Regions from separate parts of the Bombyx mori genome. Here region 2 is linked to region 1. A link is a contact called in public Hi-C data. All regions are on one chromosome and are shown on one strand. The core of a region is the stretch at or near the end of the contact, and the rest is flanking DNA. Distances in the headings are between cores, read along the strand shown. Region 1 has its middle 4.3 kb from the start of TRNAG-GCC. Region 2 holds the start of Tal-like (tarsal-less).

What was found. Hi-C and Micro-C count contacts between places; a contact is called where the count stands out from the background.
Region 2: a contact with region 1 is called in a Hi-C map of whole pupa, with 1.7 times the contacts expected there. The contact joins the promoter of Tal-like here to the enhancer-like site in region 1. A contact is called at or near these places in 2 of 7 Hi-C or Micro-C datasets (posterior silk gland and whole pupa).

Annotation. Positions count from the first base shown.
Region 1 is chr26:4,151,734-4,155,027 of ASM3026992v2, reverse strand. No RefSeq gene overlaps it. Among protein-coding and RNA genes, the nearest start is that of TRNAG-GCC, 4.3 kb to the right of the region's middle. Within about 2 kb of position 1,672, at least 8 of the 8 cell types and tissues checked have open chromatin away from gene starts, as enhancers often do.
Region 2 is chr26:4,189,153-4,192,446 of ASM3026992v2, reverse strand. It overlaps Tal-like (tarsal-less), which reads left to right and starts at 1,615. Exons shown (of 2, transcript NM_001134491.1): 1 at 1,615-2,121. The coding sequence starts at 1,838. The coding sequence ends at 1,870.

The DNA.
Region 1 (3,294 bases), core at 423-2,922:
AATAAAAAATAAATAAAAAAAGACATAAAAGTCGTATTAAAACAACATCAGCTTTTGAAATTAATCATTTCATTTTGCAATTCTTTCCGGTTTATTATAAATGAAATCATTTTTAGGAGTTGTTTTCTTTGAATATTCGATTTAAAAATAGTAGTCCACACACTTAGAGTCAAAAAGATTGGTCCAAAATTAATGGTGCTAGTTTAGAGCCTTTAAAATATTTATATCGATCCACTTACTATACAGCATTAATATATTTATTAACCGAGATTGAAATAATTGCAATGAAATAACAAAAGTTTTTGCCTTCAGAGTTACCTCAAATTCAAAAGACATTAAATAAAATCCACACCAATACTATTTATTTAACATATTTTTAAATAAAGACAACAAAAATACGCCAGCACCTAAAAATTGTTCTTAATACGGTCCTGGCACAAGCTGCAAAATATATAAATATGTCTTAAAGTTTTTAAGGGTAAACTAAGCCGCCAATTAACTTCTTAAATTATTACTTTGCGGACCTATTTTGAGGAGATCCCGATTGGTTTTTCTCTCGTAATTTTGTTTAAATGACTTTATCGATTTTAAATAGTTCAGTAAAAGTTAATTTGTTTTTTTTTAATAGAGACCTACATTTTGCAATGTGGTGATATCGATGGCGCTATGGAATTGAGAATCGAATAAGTTAATTAAGGAAAAAAACCAGAACACGTGGCAAATAACGAAAAGTCATGAGCGAATCCACGATAATGGATTAACCCCCCTATATGAAATTAAAATCAATCAAGAATATTTAATTTGCCTAATTAAGTACAAGTTTGTGACGCGAAACAATAATTCGTTCCTATTAAGAGAACGGGACTGCACTTCAGAATACAATTCTAGGGTAACCGTACTCGTCGAACTCGACAAAGAGTTCGCCGTGTAACCTAACCCATGAATCAGCTCGCTGAGTTTCTCGCCGGATCTTCTCAGCGGGTCGCGATTCCGATCCGGTAGTAGATTCATTCGCGAAGCAGCTGCTCTTGAGCTGTTAGGTCTCCTTCGGAGGCGCTCAGGTAGCTGTTAGCAAATCCGACCCCTCCTGGCTGAGCCTTTGCTCGCCCACCTGTCCTGGTGAAACTGGAAAGGCCTCCGGGCCACCAGTAATCCTTCAATCATAAAAAAAAAAAGAATACAATTGAGATTTGAGAGATCAATTGTATGTTTATTTCTGTATTTTTCGGTAAAACTAGATTCACAACTTATGAAATATCCGTATCCGATATTATTCTAAGCCGGTATTAATTTTGCTAAAAATATATATATATATTTAAGCACTCTATCATCACTGCGAGTGACTCACTAGAATGCTTTGATAAAACACGTGCTTGTACTACGCCCGTGTGACGTGAGTCTACTGACCAACTATTCATTCCGATCTCCTGCCCAACTATGTTCCCCTAGTACATTAAACGTCTCTTAAGTCGATTCTTAATCCGAATTTTAAGATTTAGTTTAGTGTTGTTGGACACGCCTAGAGTGCTTTCCGAAAGTAAAGTTTACGTAAATATTCATAAGGAGGATTTTTGTTCGAAGCTAATAAAGCGACGCTTAAATATCAGACGGGAAAAGGTAGTCGTGAAACAAACTTTAATTGTGGGTTAATAGATTTGAAAATTCAATGCGCTCAAAATTTCCAATAACTCTTAATGTGTATGCCGCCCTGGTACTTGTGAACGCTCGTATTCGTTTGTTCTTAGACTGTGACTCTAACTAAATTTTGTTTCTCGTCAATCCTTTTTTCTTATTTAATGTTTGTTGTTTGTTAGTTTTATGAACTTTTTTTTTGTGGGATGAGCACATCGCTCACTTGATGGTGAACGGTCACCGACCCTAATTGACACCAGCTGTGTCAAACTGTTGACAGCTTGCAGTAGGTGTAGTAGCTGGTGGTAGAACCTCTTGTGAGTCCGCGCGGGTAGGTGCCATCACCCTACTTATTTCTGCCGCGAAGCAGTAATGCGTTTCAGTTTGAAGGGTGGGGCAGCCGTAACTATACTGAGACTTTAGAACTTATATCTCAAGGTGGGTGACGCATTTACGTTGTAGATGTCTATGGGCTCCAGTAATCACTTAACACCAGGTGGGCAGTGAGCTCGTCCACTAATCTAAGCAATAATAAAAAAAAAACGTAGGGGCGCTGTTGAACTCCATACAAATTTGAGTTAACTTTTACGCGATCATGAAGTAAAAAAACTCGCACTAAGCACGCGGAAAATATAATGTACGCATGACATTAGTTGAAATATGTCATTTATCTTCTTTGAGTACAAGGCTGGTAAAAGCCCCCTAACATCAAGTTGAGTTCGATCAAACTCGACTAAGTACAGTGGTTACAGAACCAGTGCACAGGTGTACATACGGGCACACAACGAACAGGTGAATTAGGCTGATTTCTATGGGTTTACGTGCCATTGAAATAGACTAGTGGATACTGTAGAGTCGTATTGTGTTAAAAGAATTTAATGGCTACTTTTTTTTTTATTGGCGTAGACGTAGCGTCTCGGTCTAATAAGATACTTGAGCCCGTAGATGTCATAAAATGAATAATGAAATAAATGAATTATTACTTCACTCAAATAATACTTATATATTTCTTATTTTTTCGGTTAGAACGATAGGACTGATATTATCAAATTATATTAAAAGTCCTGTCGCTTCTACATATAGCAATAGATGTGCTGTGCTGAACTTATTCTGTCAAACCATATAAAAAACTAAATACATAATAATAGAATTACAAACTTGGCACTATTAAATGGAGTAAAAAAACTAATCACAGATTACATAGTACACTTACTTACACTTTACAGTACAAATGATCGATTTTGTTTTCCTTCAAAATCCTTAAATAAATGTGCTTGTATGTCCGATGTTGCCATAATTCAGAACTTTGAATTCCTTAAAAGACATTTAAAAAAAAAATCGTCTTCTCAACAATACTCATATTCCGAATAGTTGGCCTAAAAAATTGGCACGTGCTTAAATAGATACAACATATGCTCGACTACGATCGTAATTGCAACAATGCCATGTGTCTCACAATAACTTGTAGCAAACAATTTGAAACCCTAACGGAATGAAAATAGAATACAATTATAATATTCGATGAATACTCGTTTTTAAGATGGCGCCGGATACAATATCACCTGTACAAATTAATGAACTCATATTGTTTTGTAATTATACGTGGCGCTGGCTGGTTTTTCACGACGCGGCGATGGTCCATTAAGAAAAAAAAAATTTTGC
Region 2 (3,294 bases), core at 366-2,865, 37 kb before region 1:
TTTGTTTTTATAACTTGTTAAATCTTGAGAAATATTGGCTTTATTCGTTCGACTGGGTGTGTCCATTTCGGTGATATTGGCGGGAAAATGGCGAGGATGTAGGTCAGAGTTAAGATTCAAATGGTTGTCTTCAAACTTCCGCCAGAATGTTCAAGTCCCTCAATGGACGCGGTGGATCCTCCCGATCCACTAACGGTGTTTTTAGGTACTTTAAGCACCGGTCACCGTTCTCGTCGAACCCGTCGCTTGCGACGAAGGGCTCGACGAGTAAATTAACTCTCAGACACAGCCCACTGAGTTTCTCGCCGGATCTTCTCAGTGGGTCGCGTTTCCGATCCGGTGGTAGATTCTGCGAAGCACGGCTCTTGCTAGCGTTCGTGTTAGCATCGTCGTCAGGTTTGAGCCCCGTGAGCTCACCTACAAACGTTAGGGCGAAGCTGAAATAGCCTCTCAAGGCTATCAGCATAGGTAGGAACAAAAAAAAAAGGGCGCGGAATAAGGTTATGTTTATGAGTTTTCTTGTGCACTGGCTATTAATATCCTATTAATTACACACTGCTTACTAACTAGTTGATTGTGTTAGCTTAAGATTTTCTTAACGCCTTAAAACTTTTCCGAATCTATCTAATGATTCAGACGATATGGATGTTGGCGTTTGCAACACAGATAAATAGTACAAATAAAACTTCTATTGATTGGATGTGGTATCCATATGATTCGCTTTTTTTAATCTGACGTTTCGGATTTGCTTTACAATTTTCATACTCACAGACGAATGAGAATTTCATTTATCAATATTTGCATATTTTGCTAATTTACTATAAAAATATTTTTGATTTTATAATTTTAATGAAATGTACCGAAAGAAACCGAAGAAAATGCGATGAATATGTTAATTATTTAAATACATGCATTATTTTATTATTAATAAATCGTATGTTTAATTATGTAATCGTATTTAAATGATAGCTTTTTGTCATATAATTCTCATTAAAACTTGAATTTATATTTAAATTATTACAAAGTGAGATAACAGGAGACAGAGAACGGTCAGAAAACGCGATTGAGTCGTGGTAACGGTTACCGTCAAGCCAACATATTGTAGGCCCATACATAATGTAGCAGTCTATATATCATGTGAACCTCTGCGCCCTGGTCCAACGAGGAATTCTAGTTTCATAAATCTGTCTCAGGAAGCAAAGCCTCCAGCATATTTATGTTCAAGGTTTAATAGAAAAGAGCATTTATTGTGAATGAAATTATAAGAAAACAACCTAATCTAAGTGTTATTTTATAGATATACGTTATACGTTATATATATATCAATGGTTCTTAATGATTAAATTTCAAACGACGAATATGGTTACATATTATGAAGAAAACATCTGGTTTAAATGATTGCATTATCAAGGAAGCGGTGATATAATACCGATAAACGATGCTAGCGATCCAACGCTGTTGCATTTCTAACCGTATGTAGTTCATTTGGGCCGGTCAGTGGCAGCGTCGGAAAACGCATTTCACTAGTTAGGTCCGCTCGGCGCGAGATGGCGCTCCCGGAGGCCGTTTCTAATATAAGCCTGCGCCGGCGGCGCTCCTCTCATTGCCTCACAACGCGTACAAGTGCTCGGTCGGCTGTGCCTAAATCTCGCCGCGGAACGTGTTACGATCTTGTGTTGTCTGTGCTGTCATGGATATTGTCACCCTGGACCCGACCGGTCTCTATTAACCATGGAGCTTACTCTGGACCCCACCGGCCAGTACTGAACAAGACTTTACCCCTTCTTATTAGAAATGCTCAAAGTGTTGGATCCCACCGGTCAGTATTAAAGCAACCATGACCGGCCTGGACCCCACCGAAGTGTACTGATGTCAACATGTGCTGCGGCCGGAGGAGGATCTGCACTGGCTCGAGTCCGGCGGAAACGTCTTCGTGCAGAAAGAGAAGGTTTCACACAGACTTCCCGCTTTGCTGATCGACAACAACCGCGCCTGTAAATATGAACACGGAGGGACGTGACAAGGTCATTGCATGGAAATCAGCTGATTGCTAAGCGCCATCCGGAAATGTATAGAAATACTTCGATTATCTTGAGACAACCTCCTTAGTCACATTTAAATGTAAGTTTTTTTTTTTCTGCTACTTTTCGAAACTGCCCGTTGACGTCGCGCAGCTCGTTCCATATTCGAATTTAAATTCCATTCGGGAGACACGTCGACGGACATTTTCGTGTTTTATTTTTGTTTTGTAAAATATTCCAAAATTCAGGGATTAAATCAGCGAGACAAAGAAGCGGGCAGCTGTCGCCGTGACGGACTCCACTGTTGCACGCCACACGTTAAAAGTTCATTGCACAGATGTAATCCTTCCTATTTCCCCGAATGCCATATTCGGACATTTTAGAATGCGAAGGCACATTCGTAGTCAGAATAGAACGAACCGAGACGGTACTGGTAATGTCTATTTTATTTAAAATCCCCGTAAAGGCCCGCGTAAGATTTCTGCTCGAATTTCGGCCAGTATCGCGATTTTTATGGCACCGACCGCGAGTTCGTTGACCGGACATATTTTATTTCATCGCGCGCTTCCACGTACACACACAGAGAGTATACACCCACACGGAGAAACAGACGCACCCACACGAACGCAATTAACGTTTACATGTCCGCGTGAAGTTTCGCGTAAACACAAAACCGCGCTCACTTACACACCGTGTACATACACATTGCCGTAATTAATTAATATTATTGTGTCACACTCGCAATCAATAAAACAATTCACTTTTCAAATTGTGCACTATTGAATAACTATTATAAATTTCCAATCGATCGTGCTATATTTACTTTAGCAATAACTAGTCTAATCAATGTTAATTAATGTTAAGATTTAGTAATGTATGATACGATTTAGTGTCGCATATTTTAATGAAGCTGATGAGACAAGTTTTATCGTCGACCGAGGTGGGCTCGACTCGAAATATCTTAAAGAATTAACAAGCACGTAATGTGTCCGTGTTTGCCGAATTATTCCAGTTCATCAACCGGGCGAACGTCCGATCGGGAGTTCAAAATAGATGCGGACGCGATTCCACGGCGCTCCTCGGCGACATATTAAAAAAAAAACTTGATTTTAAAACATGAATCAGTTTAGTGAGTAATAAAAAAATAGAGTAGATGCATTTTAATTTTGCAACATTGCAACACTGCGCTATACTGTCAAATTTAAAATCGAAAATTGAACACGGAAGTCTGTGGCGCTTGCGCAACCCGGCTTGTGATTGAAAGATTGTTCAT